Linked DNA regions of Sus scrofa: region 1 is linked to region 2. A link is a contact called in public Hi-C data. All regions are on one chromosome and are shown on one strand. Each heading gives the region's core, a stretch centred on a gene start, on an enhancer-like site or on the middle of the called end of the contact. The rest is flanking DNA. Distances are from core to core; before and after follow the strand shown. Region 1 overlaps TXNDC11 (thioredoxin domain-containing protein 11). Region 2 holds the start of ZC3H7A (zinc finger CCCH domain-containing protein 7A).

Evidence for each region. A called contact is a pair of places that touch in the nucleus more often than the background predicts.
Region 1: a contact with region 2 is called in a Hi-C map of liver, with 2.5 times the contacts expected there. The contact joins the enhancer-like site here to the promoter of ZC3H7A in region 2. A contact is called at or near these places in 1 of 5 promoter capture datasets (fetal liver), 7 of 47 Hi-C or Micro-C datasets (embryonic fibroblasts, heart right ventricle, liver and 3 more) and 2 of 2 datasets of contacts at active chromatin or transcription factors (alveolar macrophages and skeletal muscle).

The regions. Positions count from the first base shown.
Region 1 is chr3:31,437,673-31,444,539 of Sscrofa11.1, forward strand. It overlaps TXNDC11 (thioredoxin domain-containing protein 11), which reads left to right. Exons shown (of 12, transcript XM_021086601.1): 11 at 3,268-3,348. Among named protein-coding and RNA genes, the nearest start is that of SNN, 14 kb to the right of the region's middle. Within about 2 kb of position 4,094, at least 14 of the 83 cell types and tissues checked have an H3K27ac peak or open chromatin away from gene starts, as enhancers often do. A contact at or near this core is called in liver, where this site is marked.
Region 2 is chr3:31,327,887-31,333,939 of Sscrofa11.1, forward strand. ZC3H7A (zinc finger CCCH domain-containing protein 7A) reads left to right here and starts at 4,600. Exons shown (of 23, transcript XM_021086593.1): 1 at 4,600-4,744.

The DNA of each region.
Region 1 (6,867 bases), core at 2,844-5,343, 110 kb after region 2:
CCCAAGTGGTCAGCTTTCTGGCATATGTGACACTGGGGCCTCAGCGCAGCAGAAGGGGGGCCAGTCTCTGGTGTGCTGCCAACTGGCCCTGGGACCCGAAGCAAATCTCTCCACCAGGCCTCATTTCCCTCCTCACGCCTAAAAGTAAGAGGAGTGATTGGCTGATATCCACGCCTTCCAGTTTTGTGATTCCGTGGTACGTCCGTGGGCTCTTTAGTGAACAAAAATTTTTTAAGCCATTGTTTTGTTAAAAAAAAAAAAAGTCCACAAGGCTCCAAGTTTTTGGATAAGGTAGTAGGCGGTTTGAGGGGGAAATTATTTAGAAGTAAGCTGTATCTTCATTTCCCCTCCAAAGAAATCCCTTCAGATTGATAGGCTTAAGTATGAGATCAAATCATAGAAAAAATAGCAGAATAGAGAATATTGGATTTGCTAGTTCCATTGAGAGATGGAAACTTCCCAAAACGAAACAGTTGAAAGAATAAGGAAAAGACGAATAGATTCCCCTAGAAAAATGTGCAATGAAATAAAGAAAATAGACTCAGAAAAGAACAACAGCTATATTTTTACAGCATAGATAGCTTACCTGTTGTAAGCTATTACAACATGAGTAATAACTAGAGCCAAATTTGATGAGTTCCTATGCTGAGAGATTTTTACATATACGTGTTATCTGACTCACTCTCTTTCTACTGAGGAAGAAACTGTTTCGGCCCAAAAAAAGATCAAGCAGTTTGCCCAGACAGGGACCAGGATTCAGAATCAAGTGTTCACACTCCAGACCCTGAGAAACGAAAGTGGTTTAAGAAACTGCTGAGAAGACATTGTGGTTTGTACATGTAACAGAATATTATTCAGCCTTAATTAAACATTTAGGAAGAAAATCCTGACACAGGCTACAACACGAGTGACCCTCAAGGATGTTCCTGCAAGTGAAATGCGACACAGAAGGACAGAGATGCTGTATGGGTCCGCTTACATGAGGCCCCGGGCGCGGTCAGATTCATAGAGACAAACGCAGAGGGCTGGTTGCCCGGGGCTGGGGCAGGGGAGAGTTGGGAGCTGTTCTCTGACGGGGACAGAGTTTCTGTTTTGCAAGATGAAAGAGCTCTGGAAACGGGTGGTGGTGATGGTTTCACAGCGTTGTGAATGTACTTCAGACCACTGGATGCATATATACTTGGAAATGATAGGCGTTCCCTGGTACCCTGGCGGTTAAAGATCTGGCATCGTCACTGCTGTGGTTTGGATTCAGTCCCTGGCCCAGGAACTTCCGCATGCTATGGGCTCGGCCAAAAAAGAAAGAAAGAAAGAAAGAAATGGTTAAGATGGAGAATTTTATCTTATATATATATTATACCACAATTTTTTTACATGGAAATTAGGTGGGGCCAAGCTGCTGAGAGGGACTGCAGTGTGAAGACAGGACAGGAACAGCCTGTCAAGTGAGAAGAGACAGTAAATAAAGCCTGGGGGAAATTATAACCAGTAAACGAAAATTAAAACAATAACAGGGTCATGTACACTCATTAAACTAACCAGTACTCTTACATGGCAGAATCTTGTGTTGATCAAATAAAATGAAACCAGCACAGTCAGATAGAGCTAATAGGATAAATAAATGGGCATAAACTTTGTGGAATGCGGCATTTGCAAGACGTCACAAAAATGGGTATATATTTTTGAGCCAGTTGATTTCACTTTGGGGAACTAAGGAAATGGGACTTCCAGAGAAGCGCGTGACCATCACTGTGCCTTATTTATATCCCACAGTAGGGAAAGGGTCAAGTCAGTAAATTATGGGTCGGTGGGCGTATGATGGGATATTTACCCCTTCATTGGAACAGTGCTCTTCATGCAGTTGACTGACAGGAAGAGAGGATGAAATATGACGGAAACATGGTCGCTGTTCTTAACAGGATGTAGGCATGTACCCCACGGGCTGAATGAGATGCCCAGAAAGAAGGTCCCAGGTAGCCTGGTGGAATTCCGAGGGGATGTTTACATATATGTATTTTTCAGTTCTTACAGTTTGTCTTTTCTTTGAAGTAAAAACCGGGAGGGAAAACACATTTGACTGTAGAATAAACTGTTCCATACCACTTGTTTTAAAAATAGAGCTCTAATGATACACCTCGTGGGGGGGGGGGTTGACTTGGAAGGGGCAAAAGAGAACATGTGGGGCCATGACAGTGCTGTGTCTGTACTGAGAGTGGTCACGTGCTGTATAACAATTTCAAAAACTCAGAGGAATGTGTATTTAAAATTGGTACATTGTCATGCATATAACCTCTAACTCAATGAAGCTGATTTTTTAAAAGCAAAAAAAGAATAATAAAAAAAAAATAGGACTTTAATGTTTTAGGTGGGCTTTCTCAGGCAGAGGCAGGAATGCTCTTTTGTTAGTAAAGCTATTTAAAACCATTATGATTTGGTTATGTCATTTTTTTTAAGTTAAAATTTTTTTTTCCTTTTTTGGCCCCCCGGGGGCACATGGAGTTCCCAGGCCAAGGATCAGATCTAAGCCACAGTTGCCACCTAAGCCACAGCTGTGGCATCGCTGGATCCTTAACCCACTGTGCCAGGTCAGGGATTGAAACTGTGTCCCAGCACTTCCAAGACACCTCTGATCCTGTTGCACCGCAGTGGGAACTCAGGTTATATCATTTTTATTTTATTTTATTTTATTTTTCTTTTTTAGGGCTGCACCCATGGCATGTGGAGGTTCCCAGGCTACAGGTCGAATCAGAGCTGTAGCCGCCAGCCTACAGCTCACAGCAACACCAGATCCTTAACCCACTGAGCAAGGCCAGGGATCAATCCCGAGTCCTCATGGATACTAGTTGGGTTCATTACCACTGAGCCACAGCAGGAACTCCCAGCTTGATGGATCTTGCGCAACGATTTCCTCTTTCCAGAGCGGATTCAGGGATTACAGTCCTTGCCCAGGTCCTGTCAGGTGGGTAGATGACTCCTGAAGAGTCAGTGAGGGTTTGTTTGTTTTTTGGGGTTTTTTTGGAATTTCATGTTTACTCTCAGGACGTGACGTCTCGCTGGGTGAGTTAGGGGGACCGACCCAAGGCCTGAAAGTACCGGTGCTTCCGGCCGGCGCCGCGCCTGCTGCCCCGGTGCGCGCTTCTGCGAGGCAGCAGCCCAGGCCGCATGGACAGACGGTGGGCATGCTGCATTCTTCACTGTCGGAGAAGATCCTTTCATGCTGGAGTGTCTTGGGCTGATCCTTTACTTTTCCTGTTTCTCCTTTGCCAGGATCGATGTGTCGCAGAATGATCTTCCTTGGGAATTTATGGTTGACCGTCTTCCTACTGTCTTATTTTTTCCCTGTAACAGGTAATGCTGAATGTTTTCAATATTTGGGCAGGTGGGGTTCTTTTGCTGAAAAAAAAGAGTTTATAAAGTACTTTATGGAAGTGAAATATAAATCATTAGTCATTGCTAAACTATTTTGAATAAAATATTCCAAAAAAGTACCATTAGGCACCGAGAGTAAAAGGGCTTTGGTTCATCACCCTGTCGGGTGCAGTGTCACCCTGTCAGGTGTAGCCCCTTCTGCAATGTGGGTTTTACATGGATGTGAACGTGGCCACAGGCACAGGCATACTCTTGGCCTCATGAGCGCCTAGTGGACGCTGGGCTTGGCAGCAGAGAGCCCCGTGGGATGGAACAGCAGCTCATTCGTTGAGCTCCCAGGGGGTCGGGCCCGGCCTGTCCCCTTTCCCAAGAGCCTTTTCTCATTGAGCTCTGCTGATGGCTCTCCTGCCGGCTGCACCTGGATCGTGGGGCCTCAGGGAGCCTTCTCCTTAGGGTACAGACTTCTGTGACCTCCCCACATCTGTCTGAGGCCAGTGCTCCCATCAACTCCCGTGAAAGCCCAGCGAGCAGGGACGGGCTCTTAGCAAGGGGATGCTGACCTGGTGGCTAGTAAATGCGGATCCGGATGTTTTGGTAGAAGGGAAATTAACCATTGGCCTTTTAAAGTCTGGCAAACCAGCTGTTCTCTTTGTACAGATTCCCTTTTGTTTTTAAAGGGATGGGTCCTCGGGGACCTGGTCACATGGCTCCGGCAGTATCTTTACAAGGGAAGAGCATTGGCGGGATGGTTTTCAGTGACGTCCCTCCTGCGCTCACGGTTAGCACTTATTGCAGCCACTGCCGTGTGTTTCTCTGGGATGGTGCTTCCTTTATGTGTACTGAATCATTTCCTTGGCGTTTCCTCTCTATCTCAAAGAATTTTGGCTGAAATATTTAAGTGGTAGTAGGGTTTTGTCTAACCCTGCACCAAAAGCAGAGCTCACCCAATTTCACCGCCGAGTATGCCGTGATGAGCCTTTTTTTTTTTCCTAAGAAGTGTCTCAAATGCCACACAGTCAAGGAACCATGGACAGTAACACAAGCAGTTGCATCTGTGTGGACGGGGGTGGGGCATGAACTTGAATGCAGCATAATTTTCAAATTCCAAACATAGTTTGCAAAAGCGTCGAAGTCACAACACCCCGCACGCACATGCTTTTCCATGAAGTTCTCAGCAACTAGAATTGTTTCATGCTCGGGTCGAGTGCCTTTCATTCTCAGTGTGCCTGATGGGGTCGGTCAGCTCCGAGATGAGCTCACTCTCTGTACCCTGCAGGAAGGTCACTGCCACCCCTTCCTGTTTCCCTTGAGCAGAAAAGTCGAGAATGTAAATACTGAATAGGAAACTGTCCAGTTCTGTTTGGAGAGAGCTTAGTAGACCAAAGCCTTACTGCTTTGGAAAGGAATTTTTCTTATTTCCTAAAAATGAATGGCAGTCACAAGTGGAGTAAGCACCTCCGTAGCTAGTCCAAAGCAAGCGCTCAGTTCACTCAGAAGGTAAAGAAAGCGGCAAAGGATGTGAGCTGATGGCTCATAGGAGAGGAAATGGAAAGACTGATAACTTGCAGCAAGGCATTTTTCACAGCGCACATGCTTATGTTATTTTTAGTGAAAAGATATAAAAGTGTACATGTGTTTCGGTAAAATATAAGTTTACACACACACTGGGTTAAAATGTGTGCAGAGGGAAGGTGTCCAAATGTTGACAATGGTGTTGGAGGAGTGAGGGTTACAGGCGGTGAGGGGGGTGCCTCTTGTATTTTTTTTATGTCCTTTGCACATTGTCCGAGGAGAGCACATGGTATTTTATAATCATAAAAGAGAAAAACTATCCGAAAGAACTTGTCTTCTGCCTCAGTGCACAGCCTGGGCCTCCTGCTCCTGGCAGGGCCGGCCTTCCTGTGCAGGTGCATCTGAGAACCACTCTGTGATACTGCAGAATGCAGGTGCCTGGGCCAGCCTGGCCGGGAGATCAGAAAGGGGGTGGGAGAATCACCCCAATGTGTCCCCTGGGAAGGACCTAACTCCTCCCTCAGTGTTACAGCCCCTTCTTTGGAGCAGGTCCCTTTTGTCTCCTTCTTTGTCATCTTATATTTGGCCCTTTACATGCTCGAGTGCATAAGGAAGCCCCTGGTGAATTTAGAGAAGAGTCAACAGTGGGCCCTTGCACCCCCTGCACTTCCCAAACGCTTACTGTTCTGGAAGCAGTTTATCGATGCTCCATGTCCTCGCCACTCCTGAGAGGTGGGGAGGCATTTTAGCACAGCCGTCGGGTAGGTTCATGGAGGCTGCTCCAGAGATTCGAAGAGGATGCTCACCAGGGTCCTTTTCTGCCCAGAGACACACGCTGAGGGGTCTCGGCAGCTCCGTGCGGCCATGCTTCCCACCGACTGTCCTTGACGACCAGTTTGTGCCGCAGAGCTTGGTGGCAGATCCGGCCTCTGCGTGTTTGTCCTCGCCCGCTCTTCAAGGGGCCGTTCTTAGCTATCAATTGAATGGCTGGGAGGCCCCACTTGAAGGCTTCCGTGCTGAGAAAACTAGGCTTTAAAGGAAGACGTGATTATACAGTTACCCCAACAATTTAAAAGTTTTTCCATTTACCTGAAAGTTTCCATAAACATAAAATGGGGCATATCTGGTTTTGATTTTTTTCCCTGTGATTTTTTTTCCCATAGGGAAAGGGCTACCCTTTGCTAGTACCCCTTTTGTCTTTTCTTGGGTATTTGGTCACTGGATGTGTGTGTGGAGAGCATGGGCAAGCTTTTCATGAGGGGTTTCTGGTTAGTTTCTTTAAGGAACAGTGTGATTTTTTTAAAGCTCCAGTCACTGAGCCCTCAGGTAACTGGTGCAGTCCTTGCAGGCGTCCTGTGAGGTAGGTGAGATTCTTATGACGCCCTTTACAGACAAGGCAGTGCAGGGCCACAGAGGAGCCACGCGTCCAGGTGTGCTTGTGACGGAGCAAGACCCTGGAGGCCCCGAGAGCCCGTGCCCTTCACGGATCCACTCTAATGCTTGACACGGTCGCCCCGCTCACGCACAAAGCTGGCGGTTTTGATTTGTTGCGGCTGGTGGCGTGTGCTCGCAGGGGGATATATCTGCGGTAGACATTTTGGTCATCGAATGAATGACAAGTGCCAAAAAGGAGTTTTCTCCATGAGGATTTGCAGCAAAGCTTTAGGGAATAACCCCACCACCACCCCCTGTTCCTTCCTTTCTCTCTGCTCTCAGGGCCAGGCAGCCCCTTGGGTGGTCTCTTTGTCAAGGCTCGGGGTTCCAGTAACACCTTCCCCATTGTGATAATAAAATGTGTCTCCAGATGTTGCTCAGTGTCCCCAGAGGGGAGGGGGTGCAGTCACCCCTGTTGAGAGCGCCTGTCTTGGATAACGTGTCAGAAGTGCTTGCTGAAGAACCGGGCTGAGTGTGTGAGGTTTTTCCCATCTCCCCATGCACGGTGGATGGCCGCTGCAGTGACGGGTGGCAGCCCTGCTCCAGGACACC
Region 2 (6,053 bases), core at 3,350-5,849:
GGGGGCGTAAACAGCAGGCATTTATGTCCCCCAGATCTGAGGAAGTCCAAGATCATGGTGTCCAGTGAGATCCTCTTCCAGGACTGCAGACGGCTGTCTTCTCATCGTGTCCTCACCCGACGGAGGGAAATCATTTCCTGGGCCTCTGCCATAAGGGCACTAATCCCCTTTGTGAGGGCCCCACCCTCATGACCTAATCACCCCCAAAGGCCCCACCTTCTAGTATTATCACGTTGGGAGCTAAGATTTCTAATATACGAATTTTAGTGGGGGGCACACAAACATTCATTCCATAACCTTCGCTTTATCCGGGGGAGCTTAGGTGAGAGTGTATGGTGTTTATAAGGACACAGAACACCTTTTTCTTTTTTTTCTTGTCTTTTTAGGGCCACACCCAAAGCATACGGAAGTTCCCAGGCTAGGGGTTGAGAATCAGAGCTGCAGCTCCCAGCCTACGCTGCTGCCACAGCAACGCCAGATCGGAGCCACATCTGTGACCTACACTGCAGCTCATGGCAACACCAGATCCTTAACCCACTGAGCAAGGCCAGGGAGCAAACCCATGTCCTCATGGATGCTGGTGGGGTTTGTTACTGTTGAGCCATAACAGGAACTCTTAGAACACCTTTTTCTTTGGAGAGGACTTAGGATGTGAATACATAAGACTAAAACCACTTTTGTCATGTGTGCATGCCAACGTTGGCTGAGAATCTTGGAGAACTTCATACATGAAACAGGACTGCCACTGCAGTTTCTGCCTGGGTGCAGGAGCCGCCGTCCAGAGATGCCCAGGGCCCCAGAACTCCCTTCCAAATTCCCAGGTGTGTGCTAGGAGGTGGGGTTCTTTCTCTAAGGTGCCTAGTTTGGTGTCCAGCTAAAAAGAAAACTAAGGCAACCAAAAAAGAGACCCATTCACTGAGTCCTTACACATTTGCGAAGTGACAGGACGATGTGCAGAGGTGTGGAGAATCCAAGACCAGTAAGAAGGTGGGAATCACAAACTCACACACAACATACCTTGTTAGGGAAAAACGAAATCTCAAAAAAAGAAAAAAAAAAAAAAAAAACAGGCTTGGGGAGTTCCCTTCGTGGCTCGGCAGAAACAAAATCTGACTGGTAGCCACGAGGACGTCCGTTCGATCCCTGGCCTCGCTCAGTGGGTTAAGGATCCATTGTTGCTGTGAGCTGTGGTGTAGGTTGCACTGGTGGTTCTGTGACTGTGGTGTAGGCCAGTGGCTACAGCTCTGATCCAACCCCCTAGCCTGGGAACCTCTGTATGCTGCGGGTGCGGCCCTGATAAAGATGAACAAAAACAAAAACAAACAAAAAACCAAAAACCAGGCTTGGAGTTCTCGCTGTGGCACAATGCATCAGTGGTGTCTTGGGAGCACCAGGACACAGGTTCAATCCCCAGCCCTGCACGGTGGGTTAGGGATCTGGTGTTGCCCCAGCTGCAGCTTAGGTCGAAGTTGTGGCTCTGATCTGATCCCTGGCCCAGAAACTCCACATGCTGCGGGGCACCCAAAAAAATAAATAAAGGCTTTGTTTGCGTTCTCGTCTTTAGAATACAAATGTTCTGGTCCTAAGAACTCTTCTGTAGGGACAGATGGAGAGCATCCTGGATTACCTGGATTGGCTCTGTATCATCACAAGGCTATTTATAAGGGAAATGAGAAAGCAGGAGGGTCAGAGATGTGCCATCAGAAGCAGGGTGGGAGAGGCACAGCATACAAAGGCTTGACTAGCCATTGCTGCCTTTGGAGAAGGCAGGCAGCCCAAGAAGCTGGGAAAGGCGAGAGAACAGATTCTTTTCTGGAGCCTCCCGAAGGAACCAGCCCTGCCCACACTGTGACTTGAGCCAGGTCAAGTTCAGACTTCAGACCTCCAGGACGGTAAGATAATGTGTTGTCCTAAGCCACTATGTTCGCGGTGCTCTGCTACAGCTGCATAGGGAACTCACAGAATCCCATGAAGTTCTCCCCGTGCAGAATAAGGTTCACCTTCATGCAGCTTCGTAACACCCTTTAGGGCCTGGCCTTGGCTCATCTCCTACCTCACCTCCCTGAGATCCCACCCAGCTATTGGTGGTCCAGCCTCTCTGGCCTTTCAGCATCATCTGACTTAAAATGGTTCCAACTCTCCATGCACCCGTGCCGCTTGGCACCTCTCGTTCATCGGCAGATCTTAGCTCCAAGGTTCCCGGGGCACCTGTTTGAGAAGTGTTTATGGTGTCTGGGGTACACTTCTGGGGGCTTGGAATAGAGAACAAAACGGGAAGGGTCTCTGTTGTCCTGGGTGGGGGGGTTGGGGGGGAGGCAGACCCCACACAGGCACCCAAACGATTAAACAAGGTCATTCCAGTCAGCGATGGCTGCTCTAAAGAAGCCAAGAGGGGGCAGGGATAATGGGCAATTATTTTATTTTTTTGTCTTTTGTCCTTTTAGGGCCGCACCCAGGGCATACGGAGGTTCCCAGGCTAGGGGTCTAATCAGAGCTGTGACCACCGGCCTATACCACAGCCACAGCAACACCAGATCTGAGCTGTGTCTGCGACCTACACCACAGCTCATGGCAACGCCGGATCCTCGACCCACTGAGCAAGGCCAGGGATCAAACCCGCAACCTCATGGTTCCTGGTTGGATTCGCTTCTGCTGCGCCACAATGGGAACTCCAGCAATTTTATTAGGTGGCAGACAGGGAAGGCCTCTCCAAGAGAAGATGTTTGAGACCTGAAGTGACCAGAAGAACCCCTTCCTCAGAGGGGCTTCCCCTAAAGCCAGCCCCTGTCAGTTCTACTTGAATGTTTCTGTCACAGCACATACCTTGTGTCGTGGACTGAACTGGGTCCATCGAAACTCACATGGTGAAGCCCTAACCCCTAACAAGAAGATAGGGCTTCCCCGGAGGTAATTAAGTGAAGTCATGAGGTGCGGGGGGCAAGCCAACATGACAGGTGTCCTTACAGGAAGAGAAATGCTTACATACCCGGCAAAGGCCCCGTGAAGACACGGCAAGAAGGCTGTCCTCTGCAGGCCAAGGGGAGAGTTCTCTTCACAAACCAACCCTGCCAACACCTTGATCTTGGACTTCCAACCTCCAGAACATGAAAAAATGAATTCTAATTTAAGCCTCCAGGTCTGTGCATAGAAAACGGACTTAAGCAGGTGAAACGGACTTAACCTTGGGGGGCGGGGAGAAGGGAGGACTGGGAGTTTGGGTTGAACAGATCCAAGCTAGTATATACAAGCTAAATAACAAGGTTCTACTGGATAATACAGGGAAGGAACTATATTCAGTATCTTGTGATAAACCATAATGGAGAAGAATACGAAAAAGAATGCGTGTTATGTAGATGTGGGTGTGCCTGTGTGGATATATGAGTCACTTAGCTGTACAGCAGAAATTAACACATTACCATAATTCAATTAAAAAAAAAAAAAAAGCCTCCAAACCTGCCATATTTTGTTACAGCAGCCTGAGCTAATGAATACATCTGGTTTGTAAATCTACTCAGACCACTGTCAGAGTCACCGGGCTAGTTTCTCCCTTTTTCTCACCCCTCCTATGGCTCAGTCTCTGCACAGTAGCCAGAGAGCTTTTCTCAGGTGCAAATCACATCCTGTCACTCCCAAATCAGACCCATTAGTGCCACACAGAATAAACTCCAAAGTCCCCCATCACCCGCCCACCCTCCCTCCCTGCCACCAGCCAAAGAGGACTCTCCTGTTCAAGCTCCAGCCTCAAGGCCTTTGCACTCGCCCTTCCCTCTGCCTGGAGAACATTCTCCATCTCCCTGGCCATCACCTTCTCAGAACCTTCCCAGAGTCATCCCTCTACCGTAAGTGAAGCCCGCCCATCACGGTCTCATTCCCCTGCTGTAATCTCGGTTTACACCGTCGGAAATGGTCTCCTTCGCGTCTCGGAGGGTCCCCACCGCTACTCCCCATCCCGCTATGGGACAGAGACCCTGCCTTGCCCACTGCTGAGCCCTAGAGCACAGTGGGCTGTTGAAAATACAGGTGGATGAGGTGGCATTTGGGCGGAGACCTGAAAGGCAGGGAGCCAGGCCCGCTCAGGGTCCAACCCAGAGCTGCTCCTGAGCTCTGCCCCCCTTCCTCTGCTGTAGGGGTGTAGGAATGGGGACAACGATGCTTGTTCTGAGGCTCCGAAGGGTTACAATTGGCAAAGTACGAAACACCGGCTTAGGATTTGCTAAATAAAGTGTCTCCGGGGAGGCCTCCCCATACCCGAAACTAGGTCAGCTCCCTGGTAGACGCTGTTCTAACTCCCTGCTCTTCGGCTCCAGGGCCGCTGCCCAGAAAAAACACCCACGGCGCATGTGAATTGCACGTCCACCCAGAATTAGTTCTCAGCACCGGCGCGTCCGAGCATCCCTTGGCCCTACTCGCTCCCTCCCGCGGTCCCAGCCCGCTGCGGACCGCGCTCCCGCTCGGGAGGCGGCCCCGGAACCCACGGCGGAGGATCTCTGCAGCCCGGCCCGACGTGGCGTCGCCGCCGCCACCGCCCCCGGCGCCGACGCTCGCGGTCGCAGCCAATGGCCGCGTCTCCCGGGCGGCGGGCGCGGCCTCCGGCCACTAGAGGGCGCCGCGCGGGCGCAGCGGAGCCGCCGCCGCCGCCGGTCGCGGAGGGAAGGTGAGAGCGAGCGCCCAGGCCGCTGCCGCCGCCGCCGCCGCCCGCTCACCGCGCGCTGCTGTCCGTCCCCCGGCGCGGCCGTCCCCGCAGGTAGGTGGGTCCCGCCGGGCCCCGCCGCCCTCCCGGCCCGCGCGCCGCCCCTCCCCCGCCGGCGCCCCCGCCCGGCGCGCCCCCGCCGCCGCCTCGTGCTCGCGCGCGCCGGTAACGGACGCCGGGCGGGGGAGGGGCGGCGCGCAAGGCCGCCCCGCGGCAGCCGAGGGGGCGGAGGGCTCGGCCACAAAGGGCGCGCGGCCCCTGCGGAGGGGCGGTCCGAGCGCGCGCCGCCGCGGGGCTCCGCGGGCGGGCGGGTCCTTGTCCCCTCCCTCCGATGGGGGCGGCGGGGGTCTCACCCTGGGGGCGCGTGTCCCCCTAGCGGGGCGTAGAGGGCTCCCGCTCCCTCCATCCCATGCTTGCGTGCATTTCCGTTGGCAAAATACCTCCTCTCTGGTTATTTAACTAAAAAAAAAAAAAAGGATTTTTTTGTTTTCATTATTTCTCTCTGTTTCTGTGATCGGGGACCCCTAATTCAGTACCGTAGGTTTGGGGGCGGGAAGGATGAGCCCGGTGCGCTTGGCTCGTTTATTTCGGGCTGTTCCCCCCCCCCCTTTTTTTTTGCGCGGGGCGCACGTCTAGGACGCGCGGCGAATTGTTTCCTATCTTTTTTGTGGATCTGGAGACGGCCAGGCTTTAGGTTTCTTTCCCCACCCTTAAAGAATGAGGACCTGTCAGTTCCCATTAGCGTGAATTTCCTGTTGGGGACGGTCATTGCCGGGGTGTGGTCCAGCTGGAAAGCTCCGGCTGGTCCCCGAGAGGTCGCGCCTGCACCCTGATTGGGTGAATTTATCGGGAGTTGAGTATTTTCCCTGTCCCCCGGAATGTAGGCATGAAAGAAGGTGCCGTGTTTGGTATTTAAGGACCGAGGGTCTGCCCAGACTCGAGGTGCCCTGCCCGGGAAGGTGGCCACTGGCCGCAAGGAGCTGTTGAACACTTGGAATGTGGCTAGACGGAGTTGAGATGTGCTCCCAGTGAAAAAGACACACCTGATTTTGAACGCTTAGTAAGGAAAAAAAGTAAAGATATCTCATTCATAATTCTTTCCAAGTTAAATAATAGCGGTTGAGATGATACTGTTTTGAACATAGTGGGTTGACTCAAATATATTATTGTCATTGGTTTCTTTTTACTTCTTTTTAACACAGTTACTTGAACATTGAAAATTAAATGTACGACTGGCATATTTCTGTTGGACAGCGTTCAGCTGGAGCATTGGAATGAGGGCAGGGGTAGTAGGAGCTTCTGCCATCTGTTTTCTCTTTGCCTGCTTCTCTGATGGCATGTGGCCTCCTCTCTCCTAGACACT